Linked DNA regions of Capsicum annuum: region 1 is linked to region 2. The links are chromatin contacts, called in public Hi-C maps. All regions are on one chromosome and are shown on one strand. Each heading gives the region's core, a stretch centred on a gene start, on an enhancer-like site or on the middle of the called end of the contact. The rest is flanking DNA. Distances are from core to core; before and after follow the strand shown.

Region 1 (5,831 bases), core at 1,932-4,431, 170 kb before region 2:
CACCTTAATGGTGTTTAATAAATGGGCATGATTCACGAAAAATGCGCGCATGTTTTTCTATGTAGCTTCCTGATGAACCCCACGTAAGCTGTGAGGTATTCCAGTTCATATTTTGTTAATATTCTGGCATTGCAGTTAAGAAATTTGTCCCTGACTTATGGATTCAGGATCTACTAACATAGTTCTTTCTCTTCCTGTGTATGCAATTGGTCATTCTTCATCGAGTGGGATGCTTCTGTTTCCTAAGAGCACGTACCAGCCCAGCAACATAAGGCGCAAAAGGACACATAGTTTCATTGCTCGGTACGCATCTTTCACTTGATCTTTTACCTGCTGGCCGAATGGGCCATATTCTCATAAAAAAAGCATTACTGCTACGCTTACTACATAGCCCATGATGCTAAAGTGTTTACTTTGTTTTTGGGAATCAACTTGACTATGGTGCACTAGCAGCTAATTGGTGCATGGAAGAATTGCGACTGGGAAAATCATTCGCTTGCAATTAATTGTCCTTTGAATAAGCCTTTGATTTCAAATTGACGTATGCGGACACTGATGACACTGTTATTGGGTCTTGTCACAGGTGATTGTTTTTGGCTTTGACATTTGGTTTACATCATAGGCGGTTTCAGTTTGTTAATATCTATCTGTATCAAAGGTGTCAATATTTCAAAACAATCTGGCTACTTTCCCAATAGGTATGTAAATATTTATCCAACATTTTTAAAATAAAGAGATACATACAGTCTTACAAATGCTAACTACAATGTAATTCTTTCAATTTTACAAATGGATATTCATTCCTATACCATAATAGCTTAGGTTATTGGAACTTTTATTGTAATAGCTATTGTATTTGTCTTCATTGGATAAAGATTTATTTTATTAGCATATTTTGAACTTCTTAACTAATTTAACCTTTAAATCTAATTTAACAGGTGTTTCATCGTGAATACTCGAGAGATTGATCACAACAACAATTGCATCTACTATTGTAGAATTTATAAATATTATCCCTAGTAATGTAAATAGACAACAATCACTATCATATGTAAATGTGAGCATCCAATAGTATATTATTTTCATGATTGTATAAAACATATATTTGGAATCATTTTCATCTACTGATCCAATCAAACATAATAGTTCCTTGCTATTATATCTTCATTTTATTCTACTATATGCATTGGGCCCGTGCAACACACTGACATACCTATCTAGTTTATATAGAAGAGTGAGTTATGGGACGACCAAGGGCATTATAGTCATTTCACAATACAAATTCACCATCCAAAATTCATCTCTTTTTGTGGACTCTATTTTTTATTTTGTCTTTTTCTATCTTCTTTAAAATGCACCACTTCTCACTTCTCACCTTAGCTATATAACCCAAAAGAAAATTCTCAAAATAATCTATAATTTAATGTTTATTATACTATTTCAAATCAATAGTATTTTAACAAGTTTTGAATTTCAATAGTTGCATTAGTTGGCAACAATCCAATCAAAAAAATTATAAAATTTTTATTATTTTGTAATAAAATATTAAAATACTCTCAAATTATATATGAAAAGACCTCCCTCTTTAATGCACTACTTGATAACAATTTCAAAAAAGATTTTGAAAATATTTAGACATTTTATATATGTATCACGAGAAGTGTCATTATGTAGAAGTATACTACTTCATCTATGATCAAATTTAGTTTGATGCTTTTTCTGATTCACTAAAAATTCAATGTTACATAAATTCAAAATACATGAATATATAATTAAGAATTCTTTCAACAAACAAAGAAACGAAACGAGAGAAAAATATGAAAGATAAATAATTTCTATTACAAAGGAACTATTTTTTTTTTAAAAAAATTGAAAATACTAAAAAAGTATAGCTATATATTTTAAATTTAGTAAGAAATTATTATAAATAATATTTTTAGAAAAATTTGATCAATTTTTAAATTTAATGGTGTACAATCCTTTTAAAAATAATAAAAAAGATTAAAACCTATATAATAATTTTATAAATCGGGTTAAAAAAATTAATATAATGTAAATTATCATGCAAAGTGCCAAATTTGATAAGTATTATTAAAAAGTGATTGATAATTCTGAGATATTACTAAGATCTCAAAAATAAATAAACATAATAATAATAAAAAATAATATATAAAAATTTATCACTTTTTTGTCATAACACAAAAAACATATTTATACTTTTTTCTTTTCATTTTAAAGGTTTATAAGGTGTTTAATTAGGATTAAGTCATGAAATATTATTAAACAAAAAAAAAATTTTAAACCTGTTCATAGCACGGAATACATCATCTATCTAGTAATTTAAAAGAAGGGAGACACAAAATTAATTAACAATTTAGAGTTAGTATCTGAACTATTGTTCTATACCTAATTTACACTTAAAAAAATAAATAAATTAAAATCAGTTCTCTTATTCTAAAACAGTGTTTTGTTAAGTGCAAAAAAGTTCCAACTTTGGAAGTTAAAGAGTTTGAGGTTGTACGTTTGAAGCTGGTGTCTATCCAGATCCAGTGATATTTTGCCGTGGTTTTGTGTTTTGACCTATAAATAATTGCTTGAAAAATAATAAAATGTTAATTATAAACAATAATAATAATTCATTTTTTTTGTAATGCATAACTAAATCCTACATAAATAACATTTATATAATTAATTTTACATAATTAATGCTTACATAACTAATAAATAAATAACTAAAACCTAAACCTGCATAATTAGTTTTTGAATAAAATAATATATAAATAATTTTCATGTATTACTAATACTTACGTGGAGTAACTCTAATCAGTAACCAAAAGGTCTATAAATTCATGTATTACTAATACTTACGTGGAGTAACTCTAATCAGTAACCAAAAGGTCTATAAGATTTATGTAGATATTAATTATGTTTTAACCACAAAAAAGAAGATATTAATTATGCAAAATTAATTATATAAATATTATTTAGGATTTAGTTATGTATTACAGAACATGAATTATTAATATTTTTTATAATTAGCATTTTATTATTTACCAAGTAATTATTTATAGCTCAAAAAACAAAACCATGGCAAAACATGACTGGATCTGGATCTGGATCTGTATTTGGCAAAAGCAATAAATAAAACCATTAATAAAAATAAAAATAGATATGGAAATGAAGGCATATTCTAGAATAACAAATGTGGTGACCCATCCTCCAAGTCTCCAACGTAGCTTCAGCGTTGATTCATTCAATTTGCCATTTAAATATTGACACGTAGGGATAATTTTTCCCTAATGGAGTATTATTATTTATTTATATTTATAGTCAACATATCCTACCATTTCTAGGTTTCTCTGGTATTTTGATTCCCAATTCTCTCTCTAGGGTTTCGCGTGCCGCCTCTGATAGAACAATCATGCCTCGCCGGAGCTCTGGTACTAACCATTTTCTATCTACCTTTGTCTTCTAGACAATTTCAGTGTAGATCTATTTTGAAAATGAAACTGAATTGAATTATTTTGGTTAAACCCAGTTCATGATGTTTGCTTAAAATAATGTCTTTCGGAGGTCTGTGTAGACTCTACCCTTTCCATACCCAACTTGTGGGATTGCACGGGGTATGTTGTTGTTATGATGTTTGCTTGAAGAATTTGCTATTAATATATGTATGGAAAAATTGGAAGTTAAGTATTTGGGTGAAAACCCAGTTTAATTTTTGAATTTTTTTGTGTGTGTTATGGTGTTTGCTTGAAGAATTTGCTATATATATATGAAAAAATGGGAAGTCAATTATTTGGGTGAAAACCCACTTCAGTTTTTTGTTATTTTAATGTGTTATGATGTTTTCTTGAAGAATTTGCTACTAATTTATATGAAAAAAATGGATATTTTAGTATTTGGATATAAACCCAGTTCAAATTTCATTTTCTTTTTAAAAAGTATTTGGATGGAAACCCAGTTCAATTTTCATTTTTTTAAGTATTTGGATGGATATTTAACCATCCACTTTTCCACGTTGCTTATGGTTTTCGTTTTGTTTACTCCTGAAAATGGCAATGAAACTTCTTTACATTTGTGTATAGCCAAAATTTCAGTTGTAGTATGTATACACTGTTGGTTTGCTAGTATTCTGGAATATGGTTAACGAAATTTGTACATCTTCATCTTCTTTACATTTGTGTATGTTGTTTGCGGATGATGTCGTGCTGATTGATGAGATGCGGGGCAGGGGGATTCCCAGATGTCTGTAAGAGGGATAGCTTCAAGTATACTGGGTCTATGATTCAGGGAAACAACGAGATTGATGAGGATGTCTCCAACCGTATTGGAGCAGGTTGGATGAAGTGGAGGCTTGTCTCGGGAGTGTTGTGTGATAAGATGGTGACCCTTAAGCTTAAAGGCAAATTCTATAGAGTGGTAGTCCGTCCAGCAATGCTGTATGGAGCAGAGTCTTGGCTAGTCAAGAACTACCACATTCAAAAAATGAAGGTGGCGGAAATGAGAATGTTGCGTTGAATGTGTGGACTTACTAGAGGGGATAAAGTTTGGAATGAGATTATCTGGGAGAAGGTATGAGTGGTTTCGGTGGAGGTCCAGATGTGGGAAGGAAGGCTGAGATGGTTTGGGCATGTGACGAGGAGGGGTACAGATGCCCCAGTTTGTAGGTGTGAGAGGCTAGCGTTGGATGGCTTCAGGAGGAGGAGAGGTAGGCCGAAGAAATACTGGAGGGAAGCGATTAGACATGACATGGAGCAGTTTCAGCTTACTGGGGACATGACCGAAGGTGTGGATGTTGCGGATAAGGGTAGAAGGACCCTAGATAGGAAGGTGTGGAGGTCGCGGATAAGGGTAGAAGTCTAGGATGAGTGTGTGTGTTGTAGCAAGTAGTTAGAAGAGTTCATGTATAGCCGGGTTAGCAATTCTAGGACTGTGTCCATAGGTAGGAGCCCCTAGTCAGGAGGGTTTGGTGGTGATGGGTGCCTTTGGTCTGTGAGTGTATGTTACTACTAGGTGGTTGTCTTATTCCAGATGTCCTTTTCTTATCTCGTATTTCATATTGTGCTTATTTATCTTATTTCGTGTTAGTCTAATTTCTATTGTATTATGTCTTATTCCTTATTTATGTTATGCCATACATCCTGCTTCATGTTTCATTACGCTCTTGTTTACTATTCTTTATCTTGAGCCGGGGGTCTATTGGAAACGGCCTCTACTTCTTCGGAGGTAGCGGTATGGACTGCGTACATTTTACCCTCCCCAGACTCCACTTTGTGGGAATACACTGGGTTTGTTGTTTTTGTTGTTATGGTCGAAAAAGTTTAGATAATAAAATGGATTTTGTTCATGTATCGTTCCAATTTTCGTTCTAAATTCATCAAAAATTCTACTTACTCTTGATTTCCTCTTTTTGGGTGCATGTTCATTGTAATATCACCAAACTCTTAACATTTGCTTTAATCACCATGTCTAAAACCAAATAAAGCACTTCAGAATTGTGAAATAATTTCTCCGTAAAAATCAAAATGAAGAAATTTCTAAGGAACCAGATAACAGTAACTTAAAAATTATAGAATCTAAAGATGTGCATCATGTTGATTTTGAAATTTGACATTTCCAAGACAAGAAGACTGAACAAATTTTGAAAATGTTGATCATATGGAACAGGTTTAGAGCCCATTTTGATTGTTGCATTAGAGCTATCTCCCACCAACACAAATATGTGCATGAGTGAAGTGCATTACACTATAATCGAAGCAATGATTTATCATCAAGTTTTTATTCTTTTTTTTATTTCAAAATTCTTTCCAAGAGTTACAATATCAATA
Region 2 (5,829 bases), core at 599-3,098:
GTTGATGGCAAAAGTAGACCATAAGATGCAGATATGCTTCCTTAAACCTAGTCCAGGGAAATGTTATCTGGGCCTGGAAACTGAATTTTTTTTTTCCCCATATTTATCTGATATTACAGTTGTGTGATCTTCTTTCTGTTTCACAAATTGGTGGACCCAAAGATGTAAGATATGGGTCAACTAATTTGTGAAACAAGAAGCAGGCTTACTCAACTAGCCTCAGTTGTATGAGGCACAAAACAAAGTTTCTCATAAGCTGCTACTATATCTCCACAGCCACTTCATTAGCAGACAATTGTTGTGTTACTACAAATTTCTAACCTTTATGGTTCATGGCACCGAACTCATTGTACTTTTGAAGTGATTGGTTCCAAAATACATTTGTTGAAATTTTAGTAATTTTCCACATATATATCTATGTTCTGAGTTAAAACTACTGTGTTCAGGTAAGACTTAGGACCACCTATCTTGGAACTTTTTTTTCTTGATAAGGCAAAGATTTTATTAAAAACACAATCGACTTGATACTGTGAAAATTCACATGTTTCTAGCATTGTTGATCCCTAACACATAGTGGTAGCGACTACTTACGTAAATAATTCGAAGTGGTAAAAGCGCAACGTCGCTACGTGTAATGTGTGGGATAGGCACACATCGCAGGTTTGAACCTTACCGCATACAAAAGCGTGATATTTAAGTGGATCGAGGTAGAGGGCTGAACCATTATTCACCGAGTTTTGAAAGTGCACCCTTGACCTTGGTATTTCTTGGTTGCCAATTCTTTTTGTGTGTGTGTTGTTGAGGCCCTAAGCAATGATCATAGTGGAAACAGATGAATATTACGTGGAATATCTGTGCTTAAAAGTTATCTAACTTGTCATATTAAGACATGAGGCATATATTTTGAAAAAAAACATGGAGGGAAACAAGTCTGTTGACTTGTACAGTGGATGGATTAACACTGGAGAATATAACTCATGAACAATATTAAGAGAGGAGCAGTGTAGTGAGCTTCTGTTGTGGTTTATTTCATATAGAGGACTTACCCTCTTTTGCGCTGTTAATTCATCCGATAACGTAATTTGTCGAAAGAGTCTTTAGACTAAAAAGTCAAGACTTAGAGTATAATTTTTTTTTTATTAATCATTTTGTAAAAGAAATTTTGATAAGCGATATATAATTTTTATACCAGACAAAAACCAACATAGCTTCCATCCTGGATAAGCAATTTCTGTTGCTAAAGTTGAACGCATGTGGGGGTTCTAAGGGCACAATGTTTCTCTAAGATGGCAGTTAGTAACTGAAAGGAATCATAGCTATGGTGCTAGTTTTGGATCTTCAATTTTGATATGAATCATTTTTTTTTGTTTGGTTTTGTTAAATGTTTAGTCTTTTATAGTTTTGACAAATTAAAACATGGTGTTTCTAGGCAATGCAGGTGCAGCCACAAGGGATAATTGCTGCAGTTCCCAACTTGTAAAATTCGCTAGCTAGCAAACTAACCTAGGATTTTTATGCTTTCCATTTCTAGCAACCCTCTATTTGGCTTAGTTCATTTTTCTCCTGTTACTACTCAGTCACCCTTGCAATGAGTGCTAGAAGAAGCACTGCAATGTAGAACTTCACCGTGCAAGTCATCCAATTTTATGTGATTTTAACTTCAAATAACATGTAATTATCTACAGGAATGCAGCACGGAATGGGTCAATGCGAGGCACACAATAACATTCGAGGAGAACTCCATCAGCAGCTTTAAGAAGCAATTCTGCATAGGCTTGCTGTGTTCCTTCCCTACTTTTACAATTCTCCTACTTTCTCTAATGGATGATTGTAAACTTGTAACAAGCATGTCGATGCCTGTACTCGCTGCTTTCTGGTTGTGTCAAGATAAATATCTCTCCAAACATGGGAGGACAACAGGTGGCAAACATTCGGGGTGTGCCTCCGACTTTAGCTATGATGCAAGTATAGTTAGCAATCAGCAGGAACGGAACTGAAGCAATCAAAGTTGAATTAACCGTTTGTCAGTGTTTCGAGTGGCAGTGATTGTATGATTGTATAGATAGCTTGTTTGCATTTACTTGGCCTGCTTTTTCCCATCATGTTTGCAATCTATATTTGTAATCTGCAATCTATATTGGTTCAGGTTTGTCAATATTCTATGAAGATTAGACTTTTTGCCCCCTTGAATGTGTTCCATTTTTTTTTTTTACTATTCTCGACCCAGAAATTTCTCAATAAATAGTTTTGAGTATTTTTGGTCCTCTAATCCTCAAGCCTGAGGTGTTTGTTTTTTTGGTTAAAAATTTTGAAAGTATATATATATATATATATATTAGAAAATAAGCTCCTTAGAAGTAAGGAAAATAATTTCCTTAATAGAAGTAGGAAAAACAAGTGGCAATGTCTCCTGCCGCTCTCAAATCACTCGCCCCATCAAATCTCACAACCTCCACCTCCTCAATTTCTTTTCCACGCCCACCCCAGGTACATCAAGGGGCCTACCCCCAGCCGCCCCACCCACTACAAACCCCCCTTGCCCTTCCCCTTCCCCACCATAACATGCACCATTTTCTGCCTGTTCATTTTATTGTTTTGTGTTAGATATACAAATATTATTAGGATAACATTTTTTTTTACGTACAGCGAAAGAAAATAAGTAAGAAACAACATTTAGAGATCTAAGATTGATTTTGCAGTTGTTTGCAATACATAGTTTTCCATGCACTTTATCTTTCCTTTCAATTGGGAAAATTATTTAAATTTTTTTCGGTTTCCTACTAAATGCTTGCTATGAAATATCTAACAATGAAATTTTAAGCATGCAAAATACTTATCACATAGTTAATTTTGGATTCTTGTATCAGAAAATTTTAATATTTTGATCAATGAAACAAAGATGGAGAAAGAAGAAACCAGATGTGGATGTGGGGTTAAAATCATACAATTACGAAAAGAAAACTTCAATGCAAAAATTTCATATTTAAGTTAATGTATTATATCGGTTCAAGGTAAAAATTAAAGAACAAAATTTATTGTGTTCCCCAAATAAGTTATATCACACAGCTTCCTAAAAGGTGAAATTTGAGTCTCTGTCAAGGAAACACAGCGTTTTGCTTTATTTTTATGTTTTGATGACCGACTCGTTTGATATGACAGATAAAGATAATTTATTTGAAAAATTATTTTAGGATGAGTTTATTGCATATTATTTGATTAAGACAAATTTGCAGAATAATTTATTTTGAGATTGTATTGTTATTTTTATTTATATTGATGAGGGTAGGATAATTTGTTTCTCAATCAAATCAGCCCAAAAGGTACTACATTTCTTGTCCTTTTCATCTTCTTTTTCTTTTTTGGAGAAAATAAATGAAATAGTGATCAATGACTGATGAGATGATGTTTAGTTTTTCTCAATAGGTTTTAAGTGAATTTTAATTGTTTTGTTGTTTAATTTTATGTTCTTTGGTTCTATAATCTTAGAAATTAAGAGATTAATGAGGATATCGCTCATCTTATTAGAGGGGTGGAAGAAATGAAGGCTCGTATCTGGTTTGTGATATGTTGTTTGATAATTAAAGACTTGGGGTGTGTTTGGTAAATGTTTTCCATGGCAAATATTTTTCAAGAAAATATTTTTTAGAAAAAAAAAAAAAGTTGTTTCTTACTTATCTTCTTGTTTTTGATACACAAATAAAAAATATTATCATAAAAGCATTTATATATATCTATTTATACAAAATAATGAAAATGAAATGGCTAAAATGATAAATATTGTGGTGGGCGAAGCAAAGGGCAGGGGGTTGTGATGGATTATGGATGGGGTAGGTGGAGGTAAGGTGGGGGTTGGGGTAGGTGGGGGTGAATGCTAAAGGAGATATGTGAGAATAATCTGTAATTATATCATAGTTATCTGTTTGTACAGTTGTAATTCGTTATTGTATCATTTTGGAATTATAATTAGTTGTTGTAGTACTTTAGGACTAGGTGTTGTATTGGTGCTTATATATTCTCCATTATCTTATGAATAAACTATCGCTCTTCTCATTCTCTATCCAACATTAGTTGTTTTATGGTATCAGGGCTCTAAAAGCTCACATGAGTACGATCTCAATTTTTTTTCGCTCCAACCCTAACTACTGCCTTGCGCAAAAAAATAGCCACCATGGCTACTGCTGTTTATGCAGATAACACTACCAGCAACATTATCATCGTGCAGTTTAATCCTGCATCTCAACTACTCATCAAACTTGCAGGAAGCCACAACTTCACTACCTAAAAGACACAAGTGTCAATGCTCATGCACGGACATAACCTTTTCGATCACCTTGATGGCACAACTGTTGCTCCTTCAACCACACTTACTCCAAACAATGAAAACACTCTTAATCCAATTTATGTGAACTGATTTCGCCAAGATCAGCTTGTTCAAAAGCCATCTTGGCATCAGTAAAATCTACACTTGCATCTACTGTTGCAACAGCCAAATCGGAAAACAAAGCATGGGCATCCCTACACATTGCCTTCGCCGACAAATCACATACTAGAATTATCAGTCTCCAAGATCATTTATCCCGTATTACCAAAGATTCTCGACCTGTCACGGACTATCTACGTGACATACGTTTGATTGCTGATGAACTTGCAATTGGCGGAGCATCGATCATAGATGTGCAACTTACTCTACGAATCCTCCAAGGCCTTGGTCCCAAATATACCGCTATTTCTGCAGCTATTCAATGGCGTGAAATAATGATCACCTATGAAGAACTCTATAGGAAACTTCTTAATCATGAGATCTTTCTTAAGCAGGAAGAAGCCAAGCAGATACCACCAATCATTGCTACAATTGCTCAATGAAATAACCAAGAACCTTCAAGAAACAATAACAATTGAAAGCAAGGAGGTAATACCTCACAAGGTAGCCAACATTGCATTTCCAGACAGCCCGAGACTCATCAAATACCCAACAATGCCTTTCTCATCAAAATCAGTAGCCCTAAAATACTAATAATTTCTTAACTATCAACTCTGTGATTGCCCCAGTCACTCTGTCAAGGTGTGTAAATCCTAGTCTCACAATTACTTGCAGGCTTGTGCTAATTATGTTACTCAGTTTCTACAGCAACAAGATCCATGGATTGTTGACTCTAGAGCAAACCATCAAATCACAATCGATGTTTGTAGTTTAGCCACTTCTCAGGATTACAATGTACCCAACGAGATCTCAATAAAAACTGATAATACTATTTCAATTTATCACACTGGTAACACTCACTTATGTGCATCAAATAAAAGCTTCAAACTAAATGATACCCCTTGTGCTCCAGCCATTAAAAAAAAGTCTTCTCTTTGTCTTTAGATTTTGTCATGATAATAAAACATCCATTAAATTTTTTATGTTTAATTTTTTTGTGAAGAATCTGACTACGGGGACATCTCTAGTGATCGAATAAAATAGACATGAACTGTATGAGTGGCCGCAAGAGACAACACGAGGATTAGTAATGCAACACTTTGAGTTTGGGAGGAGATAAGTGAAATTCACCTAAATCGAGTTTGAGAGACGATTGGGTAATACATATCATGTTAGATTTTGCATGCAAGACATCGAAACAGTCTGCTAAGCACAAACAACCTGCGGAGTTATGCATTTATGGAGAACACAATCCTATTGCTCATTTCATATCAATCACAACCCAATTAACCAATAATTGTTACTATTACAACTTACTTTTACAAAATACTTGTTTTATTAACATAAATTCCAGTTACATTAGCAAACTCTTGATAGACTTTCGATCTATTCCTTGTAGGATCGATCTC

Evidence for each region. A called contact is a pair of places that touch in the nucleus more often than the background predicts.
Region 1: a contact with region 2 is called in a Hi-C map of leaf, with 2.2 times the contacts expected there. The contact joins the promoter of LOC107870548 here to the promoter of LOC124898461 in region 2. A contact is called at or near these places in 2 of 5 Hi-C or Micro-C datasets (bud and leaf).

What each region holds. Positions count from the first base shown.
Region 1 is chr5:29,484,174-29,490,004 of UCD10Xv1.1, reverse strand. It overlaps LOC107870548, which reads left to right and starts at 3,181. Exons shown (of 5, transcript XM_016717114.2): 1 at 3,181-3,440. The coding sequence starts at 3,422.
Region 2 is chr5:29,309,226-29,315,054 of UCD10Xv1.1, reverse strand. It overlaps LOC124898461, which reads left to right and starts at 1,848. Exons shown (of 2, transcript XM_047412107.1): 1 at 1,848-1,965; 2 at 4,427-4,863. The coding sequence starts at 1,848. The coding sequence ends at 4,863. It overlaps LOC107870547 (microtubule-associated protein 70-2), which reads left to right. Exons shown (of 11, transcript XM_016717113.2): 11 at 1,686-2,190. The coding sequence ends at 1,725. It overlaps LOC124898739 (a long non-coding RNA gene), which reads right to left and starts at 332. Exons shown (of 2, transcript XR_007055488.1): 1 at 1-332.